5 separate regions of the Mus musculus genome follow, and all the other regions are linked to region 5. The links are chromatin contacts, called in public ChIA-PET, HiChIP or PLAC-seq and promoter capture Hi-C maps. All regions are on one chromosome and are shown on one strand. The core of a region is the stretch at or near the end of the contact, and the rest is flanking DNA. Distances in the headings are between cores, read along the strand shown.

Evidence for each region. ChIA-PET counts read pairs in DNA pulled down with a chosen protein or histone mark. HiChIP or PLAC-seq counts read pairs in DNA pulled down with a chosen protein or histone mark. Capture Hi-C pulls out chosen DNA fragments and counts their contacts.
Region 1: an RNA polymerase II ChIA-PET map of memory CD8 T cells shows a contact between it and region 5, with 59 read pairs. The contact joins the promoter of Slamf6 here to the promoter of Alyref2 in region 5. A contact is called at or near these places in 1 of 484 Hi-C or Micro-C datasets (regulatory T cells), 2 of 115 datasets of contacts at active chromatin or transcription factors (effector CD8 T cells and memory CD8 T cells) and 2 of 9 other capture datasets (liver and macrophages).
Region 2: a contact with region 5 is called in an H3K27ac HiChIP or PLAC-seq map of large pre-B cells, with 2.2 times the contacts expected there. The contact joins the enhancer-like site here to the promoter of Alyref2 in region 5. A contact is called at or near these places in 1 of 39 promoter capture datasets (hippocampal neurons), 7 of 484 Hi-C or Micro-C datasets (B cells, cerebral cortex, cortical neurons and 3 more) and 5 of 115 datasets of contacts at active chromatin or transcription factors (astrocytes, embryonic stem cells, forebrain and 2 more).
Region 3: a promoter capture Hi-C map of liver shows a contact between it and region 5. The contact joins the promoter of Sdhc here to the promoter of Alyref2 in region 5. A contact is called at or near these places in 1 of 484 Hi-C or Micro-C datasets (embryonic stem cells), 4 of 115 datasets of contacts at active chromatin or transcription factors (embryonic stem cells, memory CD8 T cells, microglia and 1 more) and 3 of 9 other capture datasets (adipose tissue, liver and pancreatic islet).
Region 4: a promoter capture Hi-C map of adipose tissue shows a contact between it and region 5. The contact joins the promoter of Pcp4l1 here to the promoter of Alyref2 in region 5. A contact is called at or near these places in 2 of 39 promoter capture datasets (embryonic stem cells and macrophages), 1 of 115 datasets of contacts at active chromatin or transcription factors (pancreatic cancer cells) and 1 of 9 other capture datasets (adipose tissue).

What each region holds. Positions count from the first base shown.
Region 1 is chr1:171,916,000-171,918,795 of GRCm38.p6, reverse strand. Slamf6 (SLAM family member 6) reads right to left here and starts at 1,334. Exons shown (of 9, transcript NM_001347186.1): 1 at 1,004-1,334. The coding sequence starts at 1,088. The region is part of intron 1 of Gm37065 (predicted gene, 37065); the gene reads left to right.
Region 2 is chr1:171,993,931-171,996,630 of GRCm38.p6, reverse strand. No RefSeq gene overlaps it. Among named protein-coding and RNA genes, the nearest start is that of Vangl2, 32 kb to the left of the region's middle. Within about 2 kb of position 1,445, at least 31 of the 459 cell types and tissues checked have an H3K27ac peak or open chromatin away from gene starts, as enhancers often do. A contact at or near this core is called in B cells, where this site is marked.
Region 3 is chr1:171,149,173-171,151,926 of GRCm38.p6, reverse strand. Sdhc (succinate dehydrogenase complex, subunit C, integral membrane protein) reads left to right here and starts at 1,324. Exons shown (of 6, transcript NM_025321.3): 1 at 1,324-1,368. The coding sequence starts at 1,349. It also overlaps a transcript of Mpz not described here.
Region 4 is chr1:171,194,841-171,197,540 of GRCm38.p6, reverse strand. It overlaps Pcp4l1 (Purkinje cell protein 4-like 1), which reads left to right and starts at 1,273. Exons shown (of 3, transcript NM_025557.1): 1 at 1,273-1,530. The coding sequence starts at 1,522.
Region 5 is chr1:171,502,053-171,504,752 of GRCm38.p6, reverse strand. Alyref2 (Aly/REF export factor 2) reads right to left here and starts at 1,275. Exons shown (of 1, transcript NM_019484.4): 1 at 3-1,275. The coding sequence starts at 1,096. The coding sequence ends at 440. It overlaps LOC115487699 (a small nuclear RNA gene), which reads left to right and starts at 1,590; the gene lies at 1,590-1,705.

The sequences.
Region 1 (2,796 bases), core at 85-2,584, 410 kb before region 5:
ACAGAAATTGTGTTGACTTAGTTCCTGAAACGCCCACAGTGCCGTGCATTCAGTGGTCATTTAGTGAATGGTTTATCAAATGACTTAATGAACCTTGCTTTCTTTTTCTTTCTGTTGTCAATTTGTCTAGATAGCTCTATATCTGCAGTATGTCTTGGTTTGTGTGTGTGCATGCACACAGGTGTTTGTTACTGAAAGTTTTAGTCAAGTGATTTGTTTTTATTTTTATTGGTTTTTTTCAGCTACCTGATGACTAATAGAATTTTCAAAAGTTATTTAAATTGCCATAGTCTAAGTTACTTGTAGCTATTAATAGAATAAATTCACAAACACGTTATGGACATCTAAATGTAATGCATGTTTAATAATTAGCTCATTTTCTGGAATAAAATAAATGCTAGGCTACCTATTGGTTCTTTTTTTTTTTCTTCAATGAATTCTCTCGGGGCTAGGTCTGTGTTAGTAGCCATTGCTTGATCTCCTGTTTTAGAACACTACGCTTCAGTCCAGATAGGCACCCTCTGAGTTCTTAAAGACAGTGAGAGCTTTCCAGATAGCAGGGAGAAGAAGCAGGCTCAGTCAATCCCTTCCTAATTGCAGTGTGAAAGCGTTGGTGGGTTTTCAGTATCTGAGCGAAGAGTGAAGCTCGGGAAAGATAATGAAGCCCCCTGAAGTCGCACAGTATCACAGTAGTTAAATTGTAGATCTTTTTCCCGCTTAAACTTATTTTTGTACCACAATACGCTGGTCACGAACAGTCCTGACTTACAAAGACTCATTTTCCATATCTCAGAAAACACTTCCCTTCCCCTTGGCCCCCAGCCGAAGTGTTTGCTCTGAATCAGTCCCGTGGCAGTCTGCGGGAAGCAGTTCGCTAGGACCACGGTGAGCTTTCTAAGTCTCTGAATAGAGAACTGGGCAGTCAACCTGACCAAGAGGAGCAAGGCATTCCAAAGAAGGAACTCACTCAGTGACTCAATCAGTTTCCACAGACGTTTTTTACCTGAGCCGAGGCAGAAGACAAGTGGAAAGAGCCAGACCATCCTCTGACAGGCGGAGTCGGGTGCTGGAGCCCTTGAGACAGCCATTCTTTCATAAGCTTGTCGCTGAGACTTTCTGTTCCCCTATTGATGAGAGCTCTTCCTCTATGTTAGCAAACCTTTGGTTGTCGTGATTAACTTCACACTTGGCTTACAAGAATATCTTTTGTAAGCTAAGACTCTTAGCAGTAGGGAACGTGGAACTTGAACGGGCCATCTTCTGTAACCAGGCAAGACTTCTGGTGGAGGGACTGGGACACCAACCCAGCCACAAAAACCTTCTACTTATGATTTGTCTTGCCAGCAAGATGTGCTGGGGTAAAGGTGACACAGAAATTGTGGGAGTGGCCAATCAGTGACTGGTCCATCTTAAGACCTATGCCAGGACGGGGAGCCCACTCCTGATACTGTGTGGAGAGCCATGAAGCAGAGGCTGGATAGCCCAGAGACACAACAAACAAACAAACAAACAAACAAACAAACAAACCAACCATAGCAAAACAAATCTGCTATACTTGAGGCAGGAGCCTAGCCCAGTTGTCATCAGAGAGGCTTCACCCAGCAACTGATGGAAACAGATGCAGAGATCCAGAGTCAAACATCCTGTGGAGCTTGGGGAATCTTGCAGAAGAGGTGGAGGAAGGATTGTTGGAGACAAAGGGGTCAAGGACACCTCAAGAAAACCTACAGAATCAATTAGCCTGGGTTCATGGGGCGCTCACAGAGACTGAAGTGGCAACTAGGGACCCTGCATGGTTCTAACCTAGGTGCTATATATATATATATATATATATATATATATTATATATATAATGATTATGTAGCTTGGTCTTCTAGTAGGACTTCCAACAGTGGGATAGGGGGCTGTCTCTGACTCTTGCCTGATTTTGGGACTCTTCCTCCTATTGGGTTGCCTAGTCCTTATGAGGGGAGGTACCTAGTTTTATTGCAACTGGATATGCCTTGTTTGGTTGATATCCCTGAGAGACTTGCTCTTTTCTGGAGCGAAAAGGAAGAGAACTGGATGGAGGGGGCTGAGGGAGGTGTTGGGGGAAGTAAGGGGGGAGGGGAAAGACTGGGAGGGAGGAGAGAGGGAAACTGCTGTCAGGGATGTAATATATATGAGAGAAGAATACCTTGAAAAAGAAAGGAAATACCTTGAATGATTTTAACTTAGAAATTTTTAGAGAGACTTAAATCGTGTCCTCTCTACGCACTTGAGAAAATGTTCACCTTGTCTGTGCCATCTTCTGTAATGCTTGTCAGATCTTACTCGTTTATAATGTGGCTCAGTTGTTATTTTTTTTTGCCCCAATCCCTGTGGTTCTGACCTCGGAAGATTCGGATGCTGGAGGCTTGGTCTCCAGTATGTTGATGCAGATGTGGTGGCAACTTTGAGAAGGTCCAAGTAGAAAAGTATTAGGTCATTGATGGTGCTCTGAGAGTGGGCTGTCAGGTATGCAAATGCCTTTGAACCACCCCCACGCCTACAGATAACCCCTCATCCGTGCACCTGTCAGTAACCTCAAAGAACTAATCCGGACTTGTGAGGGCTGTTTCTTTGTTTTGTTCTCAGTCCTATATGAGGTGATTAGAGATACTTGCTCAAATCTCCCCAGGGGGGGGGGGGGAGTCACAATTGGTGCCTGAACCGGGAGAAACAAAACAAAGTTGTGTCTGAGAGGAGGGGTCACATGACCCTCTGCTATGTGTGAGACACAGGCTACAGTGCATGATCCAACCGAAGGTGGAACAT
Region 2 (2,700 bases), core at 196-2,695, 490 kb before region 5:
AAAAAAATAGCAGGCTGTGGTTCTTGGTGAGGTGACACGATGTTACACTCAGTGATTTGTTATTAGCTTATTTTTTTTTTTGTGGGGTGGGGAGAGGAACAATTCAATCTACAGAACTGAAAGTCAACTACATAAGATAGCTCCTGATTTTCTTTATTAGTCTAAGCAAGTGATGGGAAGGCTCTTCCAGTTGCTGGGAAAGTTGCATGGGAGAAAGTCAGCTTTTGGAAAACTATTGCGTCAGTGCATGGTAAAGTAGTAGGAAGGAGAGAGGGAGGGAGGGAGGGAGGGAGGGAGGGAGGGAGGGAGGGAGGGAGAGAAAGGCAGGGAAGAGGGGGAGAGGGAGGGAAGGGAAAGAGAAGGAGGGAGGGAGGGAAGGAGGGAGGGAGGGAGAGAAAGAGAGAGAGAGAGAGAGAGAGAGAGAGAGAGAGAGAGAGAGAGAGAGATATGCAGCTTGGAACAGCAAATGTCACACATGGAATCGGTGGAATAGTGGGAAAAGGTACTGGCTTAGATGGTTTAGGAAACATGGGCAAGGCATAGGTTTCTCTTACCTCAGTAAGTTTCAGGAAGATGTTTCTTTATGCTAGACATTGGGATGCAGAGATATATAAACCATGGCTTCTATTCCCTAGGAGCTCCCAGGGCTTTTGCTAGCACAAATGAGAAATACTATTGTGGCTATTTTGTCTCCTACTGTTGACACCTAAGTTATTATAATGTCCCCCAGAGGAGGTCCAGGGGACAGACTGAAGCAAGCAGTGAGAATGTGAACCATTTTGAAGCCACCGCTCAAAAGGCTACCTGTACACCGGTATCCTGTAAGAGAATCTGTGGTTGAGAAAACAAATTGAATCTAGTTAATAGTTTATTTGTTCTCACTTTAGGACACAACTAGCCTGTGCTATTTGTGGCTTAGCCAGGACAAATATGTGCTTTAAACTGGAAAGGTAGGCTTTTAGGGCAGCACGTCTATGTACGTTACTATAGTGGTGGATATTATCGTAATTTGTTCAACTCCGCAATGTAGCTTACCAAGACTGAACTGCAATGCCAGCTATGGACTCTGACGCTGTGAGTCATTGTAGGTTTGCCAGTTGTGACCAATGTTCCACTCCATGCAGGATGCTGATCATGGGGGAGGCTGCGTAGGTGGGGGGACGGGGAACGTGAGGAAAATCTCTGGGCATTAGACTCCACTTTCCTGAGAAACCACAACACTTAGAAAAATGAAGTCTGTATATGTAAAACAAACAAAACCCTAAGTAAAACACCATGTACAGCCATATGTAGTTTTAAACATAGATCGAACAATAAAAGCACTAGTATAGTTGTTAAGATTTCAGTTTAAAAAAAAAAGTGGAAATGTGATGCAAAACATCTGAGAGGAAGGGGAGGGCCTCCTGTGCTACCACAGATGCCAAACATTTGCATGACCTTCACTGTGGGGGAGACCGGTTAGGGTGGGTTTGTTCCTTACACGTTCCTCTTAATGTTGGTTCCCACTGATACCCTAGCATGTAATTTTAGGTTAGAGTTTTTACAGTCTAGATTAACTCCATTTGAGGGGTTGTTATCTTCTGGCTCTGTGCTTATCTCCTAACACAGTCCCTTCCCCCATAACAATGGGGTGGAACTGGAGAGAAAGCAGATACAACTTACCCTGCAGATTTTGTTTGCCAGGGCTGCTATGAGATCTGAGGCCTCTTGATTTGGGGCATATTAAACAACTGGACACCAGGGGTCTTTCTTTCTTAGATTGAAAAGTTCAGGTGGTTTATTCTATCTTGAAACAGCTCCCCGCAAGTAGAGCTGGCTCAGCTGTCACTGTGCCTATGACAAGTGTGCAGATCATTCAAGCACCTGCTAGAAATGCAGAGTCTCATCCAGCAGGTCTGGCACAGGCCCTGGGTTTCTCTGTGTAGCCTTAGCTGTCTTGGAACTTGCTCTGTAGACCAGGCTGGCCTCGAACTCAGTGATCCACTTGTCTCTGCCTCTGGGATTAAAGGAGTATGTCACCACTGTCAGACTAAGAGTGTACATCTTGAGGGTCTGGTGCCTTAGTAGCTTGGGCTGCCATGACAAAGTACCACAGATTGGATGACTTAACAGAATTTCATTATTTTATGGTTCTAGGAGCTAAAATCTGAGGTTTATGTGGCTGGGATCTGGAGAAAAATCTTGGGTTGGGGGTAGCATTCCTCTTATGATGGCATCACGTTGGGGGTGGAGAGGGAGAGAGATACCAGGTTTCTGATCTCTAACCAGGTAAATGATTTCACAGTGAGACTTCTCTCTCACACCCCTTTATTACCCTAATTTCTTCTCAAATAATTAGGTGGAATTAGGTGAGACTTCAGCATCTAAATTCTGAGAACATAATTCAGTTCACAGCGCTAGAAGATGTAGCTGATGGTCTCAGGCTACCTGGAGTAGCAAGGCCCTAAGAGAAAGCTTGTGTACCCATGAAGTTTAAGGGGTCAAAACATGCCTTAATAAGAAAAAAATACTTAAATTGGACAGTGACGGTGCATGCTTTTAAACCCAGCACTTGGAAGGCAAAGGCAGAGGCAGTTGGAGCTCTGTGAGTTCAAGGCCAGCCTTGTCTACAGAGTGAGTTCCAGGGCAGCCAGGGCCACAGAATGAAACTTTGTCTTGAAAAACAAAAACAAAAACAAAAGAAGGTTCCTCTTGGGGAAT
Region 3 (2,754 bases), core at 75-2,574, 350 kb after region 5:
ACAGTGCTGGGACTATAGGCACAGCCACTGCTACCAACATGAAACTTATGTTTTGAGGTAGCTGGCACTGAATTGTGTCGCGTCCATCTTGAAGATCAAGAAACACTGCAAAAGAGATTCCTGCACTGAACGGAGGGTTGGATGAGAGAACCTCAAAGGTCCCTAAAAGTCTACAAAGTGCTTTCTTTGTCTAACGTTACAAAAATGCAAAATAATATTATTCATTTGATGAAGGGGGGAAAAAAGCGAATTTGTGCTATTTAAATCCTGAAAGGAAAAAGGCAGGAGAGAGCTAGATTGCTAAATATAAATGGGATCTGAATATTAATACATTCAAAAAGAGATTTGCTACAGAATAAGAGTTGCTCTGGGCTGCCCCCCTTTATTCTTTCTCCCTTTGCCTTGCCACCCCTCAGCGCCCAGGGTCAGGAACTTTGACATTTCATTTCATGTCTTTCTCTCTTTCCTCAGTCGAGAGACTCTGCAACTGATTTCTGTGCTTGGAATCCTCAAAACCGTGGATATACAGTATATATAAATCAAAGCGGGTTCTCCTCCACACCCCTAGGCTCTTGTGGCTGTGGGTGTCACCCACATATCGCTGAAAAAATAAACAAAAGAGCGTTGTCTTTGGCCAGTGGGAGTTTGGTTCGTGCTGCAGCTCAAACCCTGGAATTGCCAGGCCTAAAGGAGGTGGTGAGAAAGGATGCCAACATTGAAAGGGATGGCGGATGGCCCTCTGGCAGCCCACGACACACTCCCTACGGCCCAATTTGGGGTACGGTTTGCTTATCTTGCTGGGGATATGGCTTAAAGGTATAGTGCTTGCCTAACACGGGAGGCACCAAGTTCAGAAGAAGGCCAAACTAGCATTTTTCCTTGGGTGTCTCAGCCAGCTAACTAGGGGATTTTTAAGACAACTTGGAAGGAGGGGGGTGAAGTGAGCCTCTGAAATCCTCAGGGAATAAATAAGCCGGAGAAGTGGCTGCCTGGCAGAGCGAGCCCTACAAAATAAACACTCGGGCAGGTAAACGCACTAACGGTAACCACTCGGCGATTTTGGCCAAAACTTTGACAAACGACGCTAGCTAGAAACTGGCGCGTGAGAGGAAAACCGAAGAACTGAAAAGCAAAGCAAAACAAAAAACTAAAACCAAAAAAAACCAAAAAGAACCCAAAACAAAAAAAGTACCATCCACCAAGCCCGGAACACAAAGGAGGTTCCAGCCTAAAAATTCTGAGGTGTCATATGATAGTCCCCGCCTCCGCCCCGCCGGCTCCGCCCCCAAAGGCAGGGCCACACGGGGGGAGGAGCGATGCGTCATTTCCGTCCAGGCCGGAACTCAAGATGGCTGCGTTCTTGCTGAGGTGACTTTAGCCTGGGGCTAGGAGTCCACGCCCGCGACCGTTGGGGGAACCTGAATTAGTCCCTGAGGGGGTGACAGCGGTGTGTGCCTTGCGGGGACAGGGAAAGGACCTGCGGGTGTGCAGGCCGCGCCCCTGGGATCTTAGCACCCCCTCTTCTCCCCCGGCGGAGAGGCTCGGAAGGGCTTAGAGGTCACACTGTGTGTGGCCGAGTGGCGCGGCTGTCATTGTTTCTGCCTCGCCCACCTCTAAAGCCTCTTCGAAAACTGCTCTTGTGGCCCCAAAAAGCTGCTGTAACTTCGAGATCAGCGGGCCCCTAGGCCTGCAGTTTTGGGGGGACTTAGGGATTGTAGAGGGAGGGGCTCCTTGGAGCACCTACTGGGTGCTTTAACTCCTGGCAATCCTGCTAGCAACCGGTGGAAACTGTCGGGCATCCTAATGCATCCCTCCCAAGCCAAGGTCAATAATAGCATCCACAGTGGGTCTCTTAATGTTGCCCAGGAAATCCACTTTGTTTTGTTTTAATTTTGGTTTTAGCGGGACAATTGGGTGGGTGGGTGTCACCACCTTTCTCTAAAGTGTCCATTTTCTGTCCAGAGAAATAGCTTAGATTTCCCCTTGTTCTGAATTCTTCACTCATTAGCTATCATCCACAGAGCCTTTATAGTTGTAAGGGCTAGTGACATTTCTGGTACAAATCCCAACCCAGTTTTGTGCCAGTCCTATTTTTGGAAATTATTTGTTATGGAAAGTTAGCTTCAGTGCTGTTGAGATTCCAGACCCCGATTCTCCCAAATATGTTTTCATTTCTCTTTCCACTTCTGTCATGCAGTATAAAAATAGAGGGATTCTGTTTAGTCTTTCTTTGTAAAAGTGAGTCTTGGGGAGTTTGGATTGGTTATCTTTATCCTTTATTTTTATCTTGCTGCGCATCCTCATAGCCGAAGGACAGGACCAGGTTTTCCAGAGCTGTATCTTTCATCCCTAATTTTGACCATAATTAAATGCTTTCAAATTCTATGATGTAACACATGCTGGTGAATGTTAGGGCATATCAGGTCAATGGTTTAACATTTAGCTTAAAATGATCATATTGGTTCCAGGCATTTATCTTAGGAGTTTCGGGATTAGTATGTAGAGTCTTCATCTTTGGGTTCTTCCTGGATCTAGCCAGTCTCACATGGAAATTATTTGAAAAGCAAATTCCCAAAGCAGTTTGAGTGTGTTACCTGCCAAGCATTACACTGAGTCCCTGGGAGGGGACTGTGGGTGTGTCCTGCTGTCACCTTCCGTCAGTCAGATATTCTGTCATCCCAGCACTAAGAATTATTTACCTCACCTTCTGTCCTCATGTAGATTGGTTGTGTCTACAAGTAATTTTTTTCCATA
Region 4 (2,700 bases), core at 24-2,523, 310 kb after region 5:
AGCATATACAGACCATCATATACACTAAAATTTATTTACTATATGTATGAGTATATGCCATATTCCCATGTTTGTACAGGTGCCTGGAAGTGACTTCTGGAACAGCAGCAAGTGCTCTTAGCTGCTGAGCCACCTCTGCAGCTCCTCCACTAAAATTTAAAAAGAAGACACAGTGTAGCCCATGAAATTTATATGAAATTCAAACTTCAGTGGTCACAAATACATTTATATCAGATGGAGCCATAGCTGTTTGTTGACATAAGTATTTGTGCCCGTATTCAAGTGCAGTAGGAAATGGCTCAGCAAAGAGTACAGCGATCCTACAAAGAAAAAAACATTTATTATTTGATTGTTACCTGGAAAGTTAGCTGATCCCTAACCTACAGGGTGAATTCTCATTATCATCTCAAAGCTCATTTCATAGCAGCAAGAATTAAGGTTTGTTTCACTAAGGACAACCTTTTCAATGCTAATTAATTGTTCATTAGAAAGATTCCAGAGGAGTATGCTGTACAGAGTGAGTAGGAGCCAGCCTAGTTAGAACTTTAGTAACTGAGGCAACCAGATTCCTATTAGAAACAGAATCACAGGATCTCAGATGGATCTTTCCCCCATCTTCCTAATTTCTAACCCAACAGAGGAAATGTATAAACACAAAGAGTCAAGTTAGAAAAAAAGACCGATTGAGGTCTTCCTTGAAGTTGGTTGTTGAGAAGAGACCAAACCACTGAATGGTAGTGACAAGTCACAGTTACAGTTGTTAACAGTCTGTGATGGTACCAACCAAAGAATATATCTATGAAAGCTGCAGTATCCGGGTTTGACTGACTGAAGCTGTAAGAGATTTTTATGAAGTCAATAAGAACTGTAGGCTTGAAAATTAAAGAATTTCCTTAGATGAAAACTAGATAGATAAACAGAACTAAAAGGTCTGTGTGTTTACCTGTGTTCTGTTTATTTTCTTTTTCCTTAAACGATATATACAATGTGAGGTTGAGCTAAGGCTCAAGAGCCTTAGCTGTTCTTCAAGAGGACCAGAGTTCAGTTTCTTCAGTTACTACTTACTACTTCTCTTTCCTTTACCGGTTCCCTACTTCGTTTTCTGTCTTCTCATCCCCCATGGTCTCCCCCCTCCTTCCCGCTCTCTCCGTCTTACCCTAGTTTGGAAATGCAGCAGATTTCTGAGCCTGCCACCACTGGGTTCAAGGAGCTGTCAGTCTGCACTAGGCAGAGTTTCTATTGGTTGGGCTGGAGGCAGGGACCGCAGCTCACTATAAAAGGTGGAGCCGGTCAAGGCGCCCGGAGCTGCTGACAGGACCAGGTCAGAAGGGGCTCCCTGAGCAGCGCTGCAGCCGGAGCATTTGGGGCAGCATTAAGCAACAGCTCGCAGCGTGCACTCTCCCCTCCGAGCCCTCCAGGGCCCCTGCCCCGGAGCCCAGCAACTCTCGGCCGCGGTTCACGCACGCATCTCCGAGGACCCCTTGCCTCACCTGCGCCTGCCACGCCCGTCCGGCCGCCGGGATGAGCGAGGTGAGTGGTGCCACTTGGCATACCCCGTCACCTCCGCGTCCGGGCCAGGGCTGCGGCGGGGAGAAGGCTGCGGCTCCAGGTCCCGGGAAGCTAGAGTTACTCTCTGGATGGACGCCACTGCCCCTCTAGGAAAGCCCCTACCTCCCGGCTCTCGGAAGCCACTGGCAGGGGGTGCTTTTAGCCTAACAATTGCAATAGTGCTTTGGGGAGGGGGTGACTGGAGTCAGCTGTAAGCGGGAACTGAGCTCTCGGGCAGATAAACTCTCTTGGGTGCTATCCTCCGCATCTATATCGTATTGCTCCGAGGTTACCATGGCTTTCTTTGATGCCCTCACTTCAGTTCTCTCCGACCTCCGCTAGGATTGTGTGGTTCTTGCACTCTATAAGTAGCAGCCAACAGCTCCATCCCTGGCCACCTAACTCCCTCCCTTCGGGTGGCAGTTTTCACTTATTCAATGAGGAACGATGTGTGTGTGTGTGTGTGTGGGGGGGTACCTGACGTCCATGAATACTGTAGAAGAGGAAGGCACATCTAGCACCTGGGGAGATGTTCTCTTCCAGAGAAGACCTCCCGTTGCAGTGCAGTGCCTGTTACATCCAAATTTTCGCACAGGTTCTGTGGTGATGGTCATGGGAGCCAACCCGGTCCTGTAACTGGTTGACTCGGTTCAAAGAACACTGTCCATGGTAACACATTAAGAAGAACTGTCCCTGTTATCTGACTTAATTTGTAGCATCCCAGGCAGATCCTCTTATCAGGAGACAAGATTGTCGTTCCTGGATGACGTCGATTTGAACAGTGGCTTAGCATGCCTGCCTTCTGCGGCCCCATTCTTAGTAAGCGCGCCCTTGTGTTCAGTATGTTGCTCAGCTGTATGCCAGTGCCTAGTTGTGCTACTTAGTAGCTCTGTGGCCATGGGAGCATCACTTAATTTGTCTGTGCTTCAGCTTTCTATCTGTAAAATGAAGGTAACACTGGTTGTTCTAAAAGATTAAATTATATATGCCAAGTACTTAGCACTCTACCTGGAGTCTAGTAGGTTCTCAATCTGGAATCTGAGTTAGCTAGTGTGCGTGCGTGCGTGTGTGTGTGTGTGTGTGTGTGTGTGTTTCAAGTTAGTTGGTTACAGAAAAACAGCTTAAGAATTGCCAAGCCTCCTTAGAGCACTT
Region 5 (2,700 bases), core at 26-2,525:
TTCAATTCTTGTTTTATTCTTACATGATGGAGCTGAGAATGAAACCCACTTCTTCATGCATGCTAGTCAGTCATGTGTTCTGTCCATAAAAGTCATATTGTAATTTGTAATTTTTCTTTTTCTTTTTTAATTTTTCCAGTTCTACACACATTTCTATTTTATTATGACAAAGGTGAAAATGCCACCTTCTCCACAACAGCACCCAGGAAAACTTATCCCAAAAAATAACTCAGTACAAAACAGGTCTGTTTCAGAATTTAAAAAAAAAAAAAAAAAAAAACTTTACATGAGTTTTTAGATCCTATTTTAAAACAGGAAGTAAAAAGAAACAAAAAACCAAATTCACCATTGTCTGCACAGTCCAGTTGCCTACCCTCCCTCTAAGGCATCACAGACGAGGCGTCTGGGTCCCGGTTCTTGTGCGGATTTGTTCGGTTGTTTAGCTGGTGTCCCTCCTTGCATTGTAAGCATCCAGCTGTGCGTCCAACTCCTCTGCAGAAAGCTGCTGCTGCTTTGAGTTCCTGCCAGTGCCTCTACCCCTTCCCTGGCTGCCGCGGCCACCAAAGCCTCCAGAGCCACGGCTCCTTGTCATGCCGCCTCTGTTTCCGCTTTGTGCAGGTCTTCGCTGTGGATCGATCTGTGACGTGACAAGCTGGATGTCCATAGGGCGGCCATCCAAAGGGACGCCCTTGTACTGCTTCATAGCCTTCAGGGCATCTGCCCTCCGTTCAAAGTGTACATCCGCCGTCCCTAAACTTCGTCCAGAGCGATCGTAGTCCACAGCGGCTTTTTTCAACGTTCCAAATTCAGCAAAGAGTTCCTGAATGTCAGCATCTGACACCCCGAAGTCCAGGTTTGACACGAGCAGCTTGGCACCGGTCTCCACGCCTTCCCCACCCCCGCAGCCGCTGTCGAATAGGTCGTGCTGCCACTTGTCCGGAAGTGGTTTCGGTCTACTGTACGGTGCCGGCCGGTTCCTGCCGCCGCGGGCGATGGCGGGCCGGTTCCTCCTAGGCCCGCCGCCTCGATTCACCCGGCGCTGGTTACGGTTCAGCTTAATGATGTCGTCCAAAGACATGTCCATCTTGTCGGCCATGGCGGGCGCGGATCCGGGCCTGACTGGCCCGGCCCTCGCGGTGCAGACCAGAAAGTACTCAAATTCAATGATTCCCCCGCCTTGACTCCGCCTCTCCGACCGGTGCTGGAATCACAAGCGCACCAAAATCACACTTGGAAATTGGAAGTCTGTGCGCTTGTGAATCTGGCTTTCGCTCTGACCCCTGGTGGCCGCCCAGCGCCTAGAGACATCTGGGACAAATTCGAGGCACTTCCGGAAACCGAGCGGGCCACGCGGCTTCTCCGCGATATTTGCATACCCACAATGCAGTGCACACAGATGGTTGTATAATTTAAAAGGGTAGCGTGTTGTTTTCGTTGTTCTGTTTTATTCCTTTTATTCCTTAATGTGATAGAACCTTCAAAGATTTATCTGATATAATAAAGTAGTCAGTGTCTTTAGGAGTAAATAGTCACCATTAGTTGTCTAGGAAATACAGTCGGCCGAGAACTGTACACTAGGACAGCTGGGTATACTCTGGTTTCTCTTCAGATCGTATAAATCTTTCGCCTTTTACTAAAGATTTCCGTGGAGAGGAACAATTCTGAGTCTTACACTAATTTTTTGAGGCCTTGCTTTAGCAAGGCTATTAATAATGTTTAAAGTTAGAATTAACAGTCTTTATTGTGTGCTCTATGTATTTTTTTGTCTTCAGTGTTAACCAAAGTTAGAATTAACAGTCTTTATTGTGTGCTCTATGTATTTTCTTGTCTTCAGTGTTAACCACTGTAAGGTAAAAATGGCTTGAGCTTAGGCTAAAGAGACAGCTCATTGGTTAAAAGGGCTCAGTCGCATGGCGTTGTGTCTCATAACCGATAAAGTAAATAAGCCTTTAAAAGCAAATACTAAGTTTTTGTGGGAAGTCTGTAGACATGTTATTTATTAAGCTGTTTTTTATCTAGCTGCGTTATGTTGTGGTCTCAGTGAACATATGTATAAACCATTATTTTTAATATTTTATTTAAGTGCAAGGTGGTTATGGACTTAAGGCACGTACAATTTTCTAGCAAGATGGCTAACCCAGCTCTGTAGCTGAGGAAGAACTAGCGCCCCCTTCTGACTTCCATCAGTGCCAAGCAACGCTCAGATACGCAGGCAAAATATTCATACAAATAAAGGCAGATACATTCTAAAAAATAAATGCAGCCACTCGAGCAGAAGGGACAGGTTACCCTCAGAGCTGTGGGAGGGGCTAGACTATGATGCAATTCCCCATCTCCCCCCAGTCCCTCCCCCCCCAAAAAAATGAAAACTACTCTCCCACCCAAGACCTTTCCCTTAAGGACAGAGACTGTCCCTTTGAAATACCTCAGTCTCCTTATAGCTAAAATACCTCAGTAATAAGAACAGGTAACAAGGGGGCTGGAGAGATGGCTCAGTGGTTAAGAGCACCGACTGCTCTTCCGAAGGTCCGAAGTTCAAATCAGCAACCACATGGTGGCTCACAACCATCCGTAATGAGATCTGACTCCCTCTTCTGGTGTGTCTGAAGACAGCTACAGTGTACTTAGATATAATAATAAATAAATCTTAAAAAAAAAAAAAAAGAACAGGTAACAAAGTGGCAGGAACTTCAAACACAG